Regions from separate parts of the Sus scrofa genome. Here region 2 is linked to region 1. A link is a contact called in public Hi-C data. All regions are on one chromosome and are shown on one strand. Each heading gives the region's core, a stretch centred on a gene start, on an enhancer-like site or on the middle of the called end of the contact. The rest is flanking DNA. Distances are from core to core; before and after follow the strand shown. Region 1 holds the start of DHX29 (ATP-dependent RNA helicase DHX29). Region 2 holds the start of IL6ST (interleukin 6 signal transducer).

The links. Hi-C and Micro-C count contacts between places; a contact is called where the count stands out from the background.
Region 2: a Hi-C map of skeletal muscle shows a contact between it and region 1, with 5 times the contacts expected there. The contact joins the promoter of IL6ST here to the promoter of DHX29 in region 1. A contact is called at or near these places in 4 of 47 Hi-C or Micro-C datasets (heart right ventricle, liver and skeletal muscle) and 1 of 2 datasets of contacts at active chromatin or transcription factors (skeletal muscle).

Annotation. Positions count from the first base shown.
Region 1 is chr16:34,473,630-34,480,318 of Sscrofa11.1, forward strand. It overlaps DHX29 (ATP-dependent RNA helicase DHX29), which reads right to left and starts at 4,604. Exons shown (of 27, transcript XM_013984775.2): 1 at 4,244-4,604. The coding sequence starts at 4,424. It overlaps SKIV2L2 (superkiller viralicidic activity 2-like 2), which reads left to right and starts at 4,598. Exons shown (of 27, transcript XM_003133964.6): 1 at 4,598-5,011. The coding sequence starts at 4,878.
Region 2 is chr16:35,148,897-35,155,846 of Sscrofa11.1, forward strand. It overlaps IL6ST (interleukin 6 signal transducer), which reads right to left and starts at 2,892. Exons shown (of 16, transcript NM_001097432.1): 1 at 2,712-2,892. It overlaps LOC102168151 (a long non-coding RNA gene), which reads left to right. Exons shown (of 3, transcript XR_002339581.1): 3 at 5,518-6,075.

The DNA.
Region 1 (6,689 bases), core at 3,354-5,853:
AATTAAACAACTAATTATCCAAATAAGCTATGAAGGGGAAGAACAGGTTATTTGGAGAATAGATGAGAGTGAGCGGATATATCTAAGCAGTCGGTGCCTGTGAGGAATCCTAGCTAAAGTCTCTCCCCAATTTAATACCAACACGAACCCCACCCCAACTCTTTCCACCCACATAGATTTCTTGTCTTCCTGCTACACCAACTTTGTTCCCATCTTAGGGCCTTTGTTCTTGTTCTCTAAGACTCAAACATTTGTCCTGAAGATCTAATAGCTGGTTGCTTCAAATCATCTCAGCAGGTGCCCTCATCTCTGTTCTAAACCAAACCACACAATTTATTCTTTACAGGGAGTTCTCTGGTGGCCTAGTGGTTAAGGAGTCAGCATTGTCGCTGCTGTGGCTCAGGTTGCTGCTGTGGCTCAAGTTCGATCCCTGGCCCAGGAACTTCTGTGTGCACAGACAAATAAATAAAAATATCCTTTACCAAGAGACTGTTTTCTGACATTCATGGCACTTTTTCTGTTTTATTTTGGGAGCCCTAAAATAATATATTATTTAGAAACATATAAAACATATATGTACATAAAATATTTATACATACATATAAAATGGCTTTTTTGAGCTTATTCATGACATCAGTCCCCTAGTCTTATTTCCTAAGTCTCAACTAAGTTTAAGGATTTTTCACACAAACACAGCTTTTGGTGTGTAAGCACCCTTTGCCACATCCAATAATGTAACCTGAAAGCAGTGATCTCAGTCTGTTTTATTCTTGAGGCATCCCTAGTGCCTAAAATCTTGCCTGGCATATAGTTGCTCTTCAAGAATTATTTGATGAACAAAGGAAATGAAAAAACAGGAGTGGAAGAATACCCAGAATTGTGTCAAAAGCCATTTTGTGGCGCTAGTCATTTTCTACCTCTAAATGAGAGTCCAGTTGAGAAACTATGCTACGTACAACCCTTCAAATTGGGAGTTCCCATCATGGCTCAGTGGTTAACGAATCCAACTAGGAACCATGAGGTTGCAGGTTTGATCCCTGGCCTCGCTCAGTGGGTTAAGGATCCAGTGTTGCCGTGAGCTGTGGTGTAGGTCGCAGATGAAGCTTGGATCACGTGTTGCTGTGGCTGTGGTATAGGCCAGTGGCTACAGCTCCGACTGGACCCCGAGCCTGGGAACCTCCATATGCCGCAGGTGGGGCCCCAGAAAAAAAAAAAGACAAAAAGACAACCCTTCAAATTGTTTGAAAAGACAGAGGGATAGAAGTAGAGTAAAACAATTACATTTACATTAGGGAAAATAGAGTTCAGAGGTGATTTTTTGTGTGTGTATTTTTCCATTTTTTTCTTAAAAATAGGCCTATTATATGTAATATAAAAATAACCAAACAGGAAAAAGAAAGCAAAATTATGCAGAAATCTTGTTGCAACATTTTATGTATACTGCTATATATATTGATTTATGGTTACAAAAAAATTCCTCACAAATTTGGTAGATAACCTCTCATTTTCTCTCTCTTGATTTCTTGGTTTTAATAATTCCTCTGAATTTTTCCTTGTCACTGACCCAAGAAATTTTTTGAATGACCCTATTCATAGCCTTTGAGTAGATACTGAGGGATATGTACTCATGAAACTGTTCCTACCTCCTAAAATTTTGTAGGATAGGTAAAATGTATAATTCATCACATAGGCAAGATCTGATATCAAATACCATTGCCACAGGCAAGATCTAAATATCAAAAAGAATAATCAAACAACAATGATGCATGAGCTATGTATCCATAGGAACAATTCAAACAGTTGAGAGCTGGGGTGATTATTATAGAATTCTGGTAGATAATCTTGGGGATGGATGGTATGCCAATAAAAGAAAATGGTCAAGAATAAGCATGAGAAAGCAGAAAGCCAAAAGCTGCATTGGGATCAGTGAAACATACTAGATTTGCTATAGCTAAATATAGGAACTGTAAAAAGACTAGAAAGGAGGTCTTAGATACTAGCTCAATGCTTTGTACCTTATCACAAAGTCAGTGAGGATGATGTAGAAAAGACTGGGAAGTGATATGATCAAAGAAGTGTTTTTTTTTAATTTAACGATTTCTTATAATTTTACAATGATCTTTAATTTTTCCATTATAGCTGGTTTACAGTGTTGTCAATTTTCTACTGTATAGCAAGGTGACCCAGTCACACATACATGTATACATTCTTTTTTCTCACATTATCATGCTCCATCATAAGTGACTAGAAATAGTTTCCAGTGCTAAACAGCAGGATCTCATTGCTTATCCATTTCAAAGGCAACAGAAGGCAACAGTTTGCATCTATTAACCCCAAATTCCCAGTCCATTCCACTCCCTCTCCCAAAAGAAGTGGTTTTGAAAGATCAATCTGACACCTTATGTGGGACAGACTGGAGGAGGAAAAAAGCACAGCTAGCTCTTTAGAAGGCTGTGTTGGTACTCCAGAAATTCATGAGTGTCTTGACTGAAGTGTGAGCAGTATAAATCAAAAGTGAAAAGGGTATACATGTAAGATATGCAAAGACTGCACAGAGCTTGACAACACATTGGATGTGAAAAGAAAGAAAGGCACAAAAAAATAACTATTGACATGGGATAAAGAGGAATATGTAAAAAGAGAAAGAAGTCAGAGGAGAAGCTACTGGGGGTGGGAGTAGGGGTGGGGGCGGGCTGGGAAGTGTAGTTTAGTATTAGCCATGTTAAATTTGAGATGCTTGCAAAATAGTGTCCAAATAAATGTAGAAATGGCTGACTTGAGCTTGGAATAGAGACCAGGATTGGACATGTTGCTTGAGGAGTCATCTACAAAGGAAAAGACAGAAGAAGTAATGGAAGTAGATAAACTCTCATAGAAGGTCTGTAAAGAGGAAAGCATACTGTCACAGAATGACACTTCGGTAACGGTCACTTTTGGGGGCTGGGGGAATGGGAAACCAAAGAATACAATAAATGGCTATGAGAAAGTTCAAAGAATTCAGAGGAATATCAGGAAAGACAAAGGAAGTCAGAAAGAGGCTGACTCAGAATAAAAACGCCGCAGAATACACAAGGAGAAATTTTTTGTATCTGTAATTGCAGGCATAACTTTGTAGTTAAAAAGTTACAGTAAATTGCAGAGCACAGATTATTATCCACCTTCTAGGTGAAAGTTTGTTACCTGCCTACTTCAGTCTCATCTTCTCCTTAGACAATGCTTACATTCTGAGATCTCAAAGGCCAATGCTCTTTTCTGACTCAAGATCTCTGCACACCGTTTTCCTTATCTCTGCCGGGAATACTATTTCCCCCCTTCTTTATAGAGTTTACACCTATTCACCCTTTGGATCTTAGCTTAACAGTCACTTTCTCAAAGAGACCGTGAATGATCCCTCCTCCTCCTCAGTAAAAACTGGGTTACCCTGTTAAATTCTCTTACTTAGCTTTTCTTTGTGGCACTTATAGAACGATGTCTGTGCGATTACTTCAGGTCTGTGTCCGCCATTAGACGGGCAAGCTCCGGGAGAGATTGCCTATTTTGCTCATCCCATCCCTAACATCGTGCCAGATACAAAGTAGGTTTTAAATAAATATTTGTTGGCTAAACATTTCAATAAGAACTAAGACAAGCTAAGCAGAACAAAATAGTGTATAACTGTTTATCTTTTGAAATCAGCTGTAATAGTGGCCTGCTGATCTGCAGCCAGAACCGGCAATCTCCAAGTTGAGTTATCAAATCAAATGGCACAATAAGCAAAAATGCAATGCTGTGGTAAAGATCGCTGATAATTTTACAACAGGTTATATCCATATTCGGTGTGCAAGTGCTGCAATTCTTATTAAGTACTGATTTTTACATAGCACGTGGAAACACTACATCGTGGCTGAAGAGGTTGAGGAGGAGGTAAATAAATGGGTCTGGCTCCAGGAGGTTAATAACTCCAGACAGTATTCTCTGCATGCGAGTCGCTAGTTTAGATGATGGCTCAAGACTGATCGCTGATGAAACGGGAGCTAATGCAATTTTTACTTAGTTCACAGAATTAGAAAAAGTGGAGGTTAGGTTGGGGGGCGCTACCGTCGGAACTCTGGAGGCCCTAACAGCTTACACTGATCTAAAACAAGGCTGCCTGATACGGAGCCAGCAACTGTGGCTGCGGAAGACAGAAATTTTGAGACCAAGGGTTCGCCCAGGTGCGAAGGCTTCCCCCTAGGGCCAGATCCTGGCGCCCGACAGCTCATACCTTGCTTTACTCGGGGCTCCCTGTTGCTGGCAGCAGCGGCGGGGGGCTGTCTGGCCACAGGCTTCTTGTTTTGGGCCTCCACCGCAGCTCCGGCCTCGGCGGATTTGGCTCTGGAAGCAGACACGGCGGCCCGGACCGCCGCGGCACCCGGAGCCTTGTGTTTCTTGTTCTTGCCGCCCATGTTGCAGCAGTGGCAGAATCACAGCTCTGGTCTGATCCCGATACCACTCCCGCACCGCCTCCAAGGTTTGTTCACATTCCCCCAGTCCCACGCCGCCACCTTGCGTCCTCCATCCGGGCTCCTCCGGCCGGAACGACCGCTGCTTCTCAATTGGCCCGATTCCCCAAGGTCCCGCCTCCTCTCCGCCCCTTTAGGGATCAGCTGCGGGCCGGGAACCGCCGCCGCGCTGCCACTTCAGCTTCGGAGATGCGCGTCCGCTAGTGGTTGGAAAGGAAAAGAAAGGTCCAAAGAGGGAAAAAAGGTCCAAAAGGGAAAAAAGAAGCCTTGAGGGCTGTGCGACTCAACTAATTTTGTCTCCTACGGGCCCCTGTTGCGGCTTCCCTTGGCGTCACCGTCGGCGCGGTTGCGGGGCATCGTGGGTAAGAGCGAGATTTGGTCTCACAACTCCGAAAGATGGCGGACGCTTTCGGGGATGAGCTCTTCAGCGTGTTTGAGGACGACTCGACCACTGCGCCCGGAACCAAAAAAGACAAGGAGAAGGAGAAGGGGAAATGGAAGGGGCCACCAGGGTCTGCAGAAAAGGCCGGGTAAGGAAGATGTCCGAGATGTCTTTTTTTCCCTCTCAGCGCTGAGGGAAGAAAATCGGACACTCTTGAAGACCACGAGAAAGTGGGTGTACGTTAGCAGCGTCGGGAAGTGAAGGGGGTTGAGAGAAATGTTGGAAGTGGGGGAGGAAAGTTGGTTTTGGGAGGCGCGGGTTTTGGCCTTCCCGGGCGGCCGCAGACAGCGTTCCGCTGCATTTCCTTTACCCCCGCGTTGGCGTGACTACCTACACCTGTCTGCGCTGTGGGGTCGTGAGGACAGGTAAGCTGTAAGCTGTTCCTTAGCTTCTGTACTCCTAGCACCGGCACAGTACTGGGCCCAGAGCCTTTAATATTCGAGAAACGAATTGAGTGAAGGGGTAGGGAGTTTCGATAATGTGACTTGGATTGACTTGGAGCGGAAGGGGCAAATAACAACATAAGAGAGAAATTAGTAATGTTCTTGCTCATCATGAGATGATAGGGCCAACCACTAGGGGTTTTGTGAGGGTTAAATGCGATATGTTTAAAGCGCCTAACGGTGCTTTTAGCACATGGTAGATTCTCAAATGCTGGCTTTCTTGGATTTTATTAAGAAAAATATTAAAATTTACTGGTCCTCGAAGCTTGAATTAAAGTAAGGTAACTCATTAATAATGAATAAAGTTTACTCTTGATCTTGAGGGAGATTCCTAAGAGATGCTACGTTAGACATGATTTTGCTCTTAGGGAATTTTTAGTCGAGGTAAGGAGGTAGAACAGATACATACCTTACAGTTAGTAGGAGCTTGAACTACAATGAGCTGTACATATAGTTAAGTGCAATAAAACTTAAGGAAAGAGGAGTTCCCGTCGTGGCTCAGTGGTTAACGAATCTGACTAGAAACCATGAGGTTTGCGGGTTCGACCCACCCCCCCGGTGGGTTAAGGATCCGGCGTTGCGGTGAGCTGTGGTGTAGGTTGCAGACGCAGCTTGGATCCCGCGTTGCTGTGGCTGTAGGCCGGTGGCTACAGCTCCAATTGGACCCCTAGCCTGGGAACCTCCATATGCCGCGGGAGCGGCCCAAGAAATGGCACCAAAAAAAAAAAAAAAAAAAATCCACAACTTCAGGAACGAGATACCTATTTGTGATGTCCAGAGACCCTTCTATACAAGATACTATTCTGGGTTTGAGGAAATGATTCTTTATTGATTACGATTTTTTTTTTTCTTTTTTAGTAGCACAAATTGGGCTAGAAGGAGTGTTTGCTTAGGGACTACAAGATATAAGGCTGAAAATAAATCGGTTTGGGGTTATGAAGAGCCTTGAGTAGCAAGCAGATGAGTTTTGATTTCTTTTTCTTTCTTTCTTTTTTTTCCTCTCTGTCTTTTGTCTTTTTAGGGCCACACCAGCGGCATATGGAGGTTCCCAGGCTAGGGCACTAATCGGAGCTACAGCTGCCGGCCTATGCCAGAGCCACAGTAACGCCAGATCCGAGCCGCGTCTGCGACCTACGCCACAGCTCACGCAACACCGGATCCTTAACCCACTTAGCAAGGTCAGGGATTAAACCTACAACTCATGGTTCTTAGTCGGGTTCGTTTCTGCTGCGCCAAGGTGGGAACTCCTTGATTTCTTTTTTTTTGTCATTTCTCAGGCCACTTCCGCGGCATATGAAGGTTCCCAGGCTAGGGGTCCAATTG
Region 2 (6,950 bases), core at 1,642-4,141, 670 kb after region 1:
ATTGAGATGAAACATCATCTCTTCTGTGGAATTTCCATCCACTCCCACAATCATCTTTGCTCCCAATGCACTTGTATATAGTTCCCTAATAGGATATACAACACTATATTGTAAATTAGCTGCTTATACATCTTGGTAGCCTGAGACTCTAACGTACTTTGAGGCACATAGCAGACAATTAAGAATGGGTTTTTAAAGACCTTATGGTATGGCCATATTATTCTAGTTACTGTTGACTCAAGTATACTATATGAAGAGGCAGTGTATTTATCATGATTAGGAGCTCAGATTCCACACCACGTCGTCTGGGTATAGATTTTGGATCTACCACTTAATAGCCATGTGGCACTAGGCAAGTTAATTAACCTCTCTATGCCTTGGTGTCCTAATTAACCTCTCTATGCCTTGGTGTCCTTTATTAAAAGAGGGTAAGCTCTACTCATAAGGTTACAAGGATTAAATAAATACAAGCAAAGTGTTCAAAACAGTGACACAAAATAAGCATTACACATGTATTGGCTATTATAGTTACTATACTTTGATCATTTCTGACCCTTTCCACTTGGAATGGTCTCCCTTCAATTGTCCCTTTATCCAAATCTTACCCAGGTTTCAAGGCTGACCTCTGGTAAATACTTTGATCAATTCAACCCTTATATAATAATTCCCTGATTTAAACATACATAGCATCTTCTGTATCACACCACATTTAATTAAAACTGTCCTACATCCTTGTCATTTTTTGCAAAATGCTTGTCCACTCAATTTCTGTAAACCACATATCTTTGTGAGTTCCTATAGTCAGTACTAAATGCTTAGCATTTATTATGAAAAATAAAGTTCAGTAGAAACTTCAGCTCTGATCAAAATGTCTTTGCAATCAAAGAAATGGAGAAGACTGTGAGAACATTCCATCCTTCTCTAAGAGCCAAGCGGCAAATGTATTAGCGCCAGGGAATTCTGACTCCCATTAAAATAAGCTGCTATGAAATAGCTTCTGAGAGAAAAAAAAAAAAAAACCCTTCCTGCAGAAGTTATGGGGCGTTCTTAAGTTACCAAACCAAATTGTAGCACTGGATCCTCTATGAGAAATATGTCAGCATGACTACATGACTGACTGAAAGTACAGGATTTGGAATTACACAGAACTAGTTTTCACAGGAACCCTGAGCTTCAGTTTCGTTCTCTATAAGGCAGCTACTGTAACACCTACTTCACAGGTATATGATAGTCAACATCCACCCTAACATTTAGCTGAAATGCAAATTCCTTTGGAAAAATTTTAAATAAACTGAAAACACAGCAATTCATAAAAAACTGAACAGATTTTTCATTACATAAGAAAACATATTAACACAACACTGTATATCAACTATACGGCAATAAAAAACCAAGAAAAAAATTTTTTAAATTAGTTGTGTATTTGTAATATTCTAAACTACCTATGAGAAAAGTAAACATGTATAGTATTGTCAATATTCCAAACTGGGATGGAGGAAAAATTCTACTACAAAATCTATCCTTTTCTGACACTTTCTCCATCCTGTAATTTTTTTCCTTCCATTTGTAATTAAAAACAAGTGTTCAAAATTATCCCCAAAGAGAGAAACATTTGGAAAACATAATTTAATTTAATAGCAAGTTGGTTCTATAAATGTAGTACTCCAGTTTATAGTTTTAAACTACTTCCAAATAGGAATGAATATGAATTTAAGAAACCATGATAATGGCGAACAGCTCAAATGATGTTCTGAGTCAGTAATTTCAAATTAAGAGTTGCTCCAACTTGAAGCTGGCAGTCACACAGTCTAAAGGGTTTGTTTACAGCACTGACTAAACCAAACACTCCAATCTTTTAGAATATTCATCCTGGCGTTCTAACAATTAATTATTTTAAAGCAGTATAATCACTCAAATACTACACAAATTAAACCGAAATGGGTTTCGTTCTGAAGGAAAAAAAAAAAAAAGAACAAAGGTGGCAGATCTTATTTTTAAACTGTGGGTTTTTTTCCACTTTGAAAAAATACTTTAAAACAGAACCCTGCTTGGAATAACCTTTAAGCTTGGGGGAAGGGTGCAATTTTTAAAGACCGTATTCGGCGCCTTTAGGATACAGCGGTCTGTGGGGTTCATTAGGGTCGGGACATGTAATCGATCAAAAGAAGAAAAAGAGATGTTAAGTTCGGAATTTTTATGAGTATGGTAGGAACTTTCAGTAACGTTTAAACATTACAATTTAAGGATGAAAAGATGGCTTTGGAAAGAAAATTAACTTCCGAGTAGAAAATGAAGAGTCAAGTGCGGGGCCAGTGGAATAAGGGGAGATGGAAAGGCAACTGGGGAAAAGTGAGGATTTGGTAACCAAAAAGGAGTAAGGTCCAGAAGGCCGTTTGGGGGCGGGGGCTTAAGAAGGGTGTGGGGTGTGTGTGCGTGCACACGCGCCGGAGGTGAGTTTTGTACTTAGGGATGAAAAATCTAGGTGACAAAGTCGTGGAGATCAAATTCGGAGGTGTGGAAACAGGGAGAGGAAGGAATGTGGGGATTTCCAGGCTGGGGTAACAAGAAGTTTGGGGAGTTCGTTGTCGGGGCGCCCCTCTTTCTCGGGAAAGGGTGGCCTCCTCGGGTGCCAGTCCTCTGGCCCGTCCGCCCCGACTCGGCCCTCACCCTCCCGCTACACGGCCCTTCAACTGGCCACGGCCTCTCCTCACCTCTCAGGCCGCGGTGCCTCGCTCCTCCAGGTCCCCGGTAGCGTAGGTTCCCTCCGCCCCAGGCCCGGCCGGGCCCTCTGGCCAGCAGCCGCGGCCCAGCTCAGCTGCGACCGGGCGTTCCCCGCGCGGCTCCGCGGGCCTGTCGGCGCTCTGCCTGGACGACTGCTAGAGCTCCGCTCCTTCCCGCAGACGCGGCACGCGGCCCTCCTCCCGTGGCGGGGCGAAGCGCCCCCTGACCCCGCCCCGCGGCGCCCTGTCACGCCCCGCCCCCGGATTTGGGATCTGTACGTTGATTGGCCCCCGCGAGACCCGGCGCGCCCCGGCATTGGCTCAACGGCCGCCCGAAGACGATGGGGCGGCACTCCGAGAGGCTGCAATTCCCGTAACGCGGTTCCCGGCGTCCCGGATTCCGGTGACTGCGCCCGCGTCGCCTCTCCCAGGCGAGATCGAAGGGTTCCCCCCACCTCCCCTCTGCAGGCGGAAGGAGCGGAATGTTCCATTTTTCCGTGGAATAACGGGGTCGTGAACTGAAGCCCGGGTGCTGCCCGCCCCTGCCGCCCTCCCTTCTCTCGGCTTCCCTTCGGACTCCCTTCGAGGCCTTCCCCAAGGGACTCAGAGCCGGGAGGGACCGCCGGGTGTCTTTGGGGATCGGGGAGGCGTGGGAGCTCCTCAGGGAAGGTGGCCATGACTCCACAGGAGATTACCGCAGATAGTGGCGGCGGCTTCGGTCCAAGTCCTTATGTAAACCAACCTTGCCACGATGTATATTTCTAAGTCAGTAAATGAGTTTGGATGTGATTGATCGGTGAACCCCAGGTTTGGTGACACGCCAAGAAACTAGTTTTTCTTGCAGTTTGTACCTCCCAATCTGTTACAGAACTACAGAGTAAAAATCAGTTCCATTAACAATCCCCCTCTTCCCCTCCTCTGGTCTGGAAAAGGGACCTTCAGGCTCACTTTGATATTTTTTTTTTCGAGAATTAGATGAGAAGCCTCAAAGATAAGCGGGATGTGTGTGTGTGTGTGTGTGTGTGTGTGTGTGTGTGTGTAGAAACACACCCAAGGCCAGGGCCTTTTGTGGAAGAATGGCAGGCTATACGAGGACAATAATGTTTTAATGGACTTGAACAAATTATACCCATAAATTAACAGACAATTATAAGGTTCTTCATTATACTGACGATTCAGATAGGGTAAAACATAGATGGAATTATGATTTCTTAGTTGATCAGATAATTTTATAAGACACAGGAAAGTGGGCCTGCTATGTGTCTAGGGCTAAGGGAGTCCTAGGCAGGCTTGGGGATGGCAGTCCAGGAGAGAGAACACTCCATTGTGTTCAGCTGATGTGGCTCCCTATCACCCTATACCTAACCTGCAGAAACTGACTGGATTGTATTCTAGTTCTGCTGTTGATGGGGGTGTTTATTTTAAAACAAACTCTTATAAAATGTTGATACATTAAATTTTTATTTAGATCTAGCAGACATTTATGTAGGGGCCATGTGGTTAAGTGTACCTTCTGGTTTCAAGCTGCCTGATTTGAATCCTGGTACTGGTACTTCCCATGTCTGTGACCTTGGGCAGGTCTTCTCAAGATTCTTCATCAATCAAATGAGAATAATGGTACCAACCTAACAGGACTACTGCAAGTATTAAATGAGCTAAAATACATGAAGTGCTTGGCATATAGCAGTAGGTACTCAATAAATGACAGCTGTTATCATTATTGAATATCTACTATGTCAATGCTTTCCCAATCTCTCTTATCACAGTATATGTTGAAAATGATGGCACTTCTCTGGCATAGGGAGTAGCTACAGGGGATCATATCTCACAGCACACTAGCCTGCCTTGTACACTGGTGAGGGATGCAAAGGACTGAGTTAGTTCTTTTGTGAATATCTTTGTGTTTGCTAACACTAACCCATAAGAAACTCTCATTTTGTGGGGATGGTTAGAGTCTTAGGCTAATGAATCGATATTGGAGAAAGATTTTTTAGGACAGCAAGAGCGTGTCTCCCCTTGGCTGGAATTACTTTACTTTGCAGATACTACTGATCCATGAAACAATCACTTTCAGGATAAGGATTTATCATTAGAATGCCCTGTCAAAATGCAAGGATAAGAAAGAAAAGTGACTATCAATTGGGAAATTTCTGTTTGTGTTTTGATACTTATTTGGGATTTTAGATATGTCAGAAGCAGAGAGTAGGGAACCTGTACAGTGAGAGACCTACATGAGGATACAGATTACTTGAGAGTACATGAACAAAACTAGGAGAAAATGCTACAGAGCAAAGGTTATAAAGGTTGAAGACAAACTTTGCCTGCCTTGCTATTTACATAAATCTGGCCCTGACCAGGATGGCCATTTACTTTTTTTTTTTTTTTTTTTTTTGGTCTTTTTGCCTTTTCTAGGGCCACTCCCATGGCATGTGGGCATATGGAGATTCCCAGGCTAGGGGTCTAATTGGAGCTGTAGCTGCCGGCATACACCAGAGCCATAGCAACGCCAGATCTGAGCTGTCTGAGACCCACACCACAGCTCACGGCAACACCGGATCCTTAACCCACTGAGCAAGGCCAGGGATCAAACCCACAACCTCGTGGTTCCTAGTCGGGTTCGTTAACCACTGAGCCAGGACGGGAACTCCCAGATAGCCATTTACTTCCTTGCCTGTGCCCAGTTGTGTTTCTGGAACTCTGTCAGCCATGGCCTGCATCAACCTAATGATATCAGCAGCCATGATAATGACTCAGTTAGCACCCTGACCTCACAATTTCTCATCCTTCTCTTTTTCAGTCAGCTTCAACTTTACTCTGTATCAGGAACCCATAGATGGAGCCACACCTTGAAGCCAGTCATCAGATGAAATTACTCCACCTGCAAAATTTTGGATTGTGAGTTTCTCTCTCTACCCACAGCCTCCTACCCTTCTACCTCTCTCACTCACTCCTACTGAGTCTGTAGTTTGTCCTCAGTGTGTCCTCCAGTCTTTGTTCTCGTAGTTTATCCATTATTTCCCACCTCCTCTTATCTTCCTAAACTCTGAGAACCCTTTTATCAACCATTTTAGCTGTACTCTCACTCCTGTCTTCAATTCCCTCATCCTTCAGCCATATTTACCTTGTCAATACTATTTCCCATTTCCCTTTTCTTTGAACTAGCAGCCCTGTCCTGACCATTTACTCGTAGTGTAGAACCTTGTTTTATTATTCCCTGGAAAAACAATTTGTGAGTATCCATTTCTTCTGGTACTGCCTGAGAAGAAGAACCATCTTTTTTTTTTTTTTAATTCATTTTTTTTCTTTTTTTCCTTGTATTTTCCTCTCTTCTTCCCTCCCTCCTGCCTGCCTGCCTGCCTGCCTTCCTCTCTCCCCCTCCCTCCCTCCCTCTCTCTCCTTCCTTTCTTCCTTTCTTTCTCTTTCTTTCTTTCTTTCTTTCTCTCTTTCTTTCTTTTTTATGGCCCACCTGCAGTATATGGAACTTCCCAGGCTAGGGGTTGAATTGGAGATGCAGCTGAGGCCTGTGCCACATCCAGAGCAACAGTGGAGCCAAGCCACATCTGCAACCTATGCCACAGCTTGCTGCAGTTTGAGATCTTTAACCCACTGAGTGAGACTGGGAATCGAATCCACATCCTCACAAAGACTATACTGTGTCCTTAACCTGCTGAGCCACAATGAGAACTCCTTATTCTCTTAAAAGTAGAAAAGGGGAGAGTTCCCATTGTGGCTTGTCAGAAATGAAGCTGACTAGTATCTATAAGGATGCAAGTTCAATACCTGGCCTTGCTTAGTGGGTTAAGGATCTGGTGTTGCTGTGAACTGTGGTGTAAGTCCCACATGCGGCTTGGATCTAGCATTGCTGTGGCTGTGGTGTAGGCCAGCAGCTGCAGCTCTGATTTGACCCCTAGCCTGGGAACTTCCATATGCTGCAGATGTGGCCCTAAAAAGAAAAAAAAAAAAAAAAAAAGAGAGAGAGAGAGAGAAGGGGACCCTCCTGTACTGTTGTTGAGAATGTTAATTGGTACAACCACTATGGAGAATAGTGTGGAGCTTCCTCAGAAGAGTAAATGTATAACTACCATAGAATCCAGCAGTCCCACTGCTGGACATATATCCAGACAAAACTTTCATTTAAAAAAGATACATTCACCCCTATGTTCATTGCAGTACTATTCACAATAGCCAAGACTTGGAAACAACTTAAATGTCCATTGATAGATGAATGGA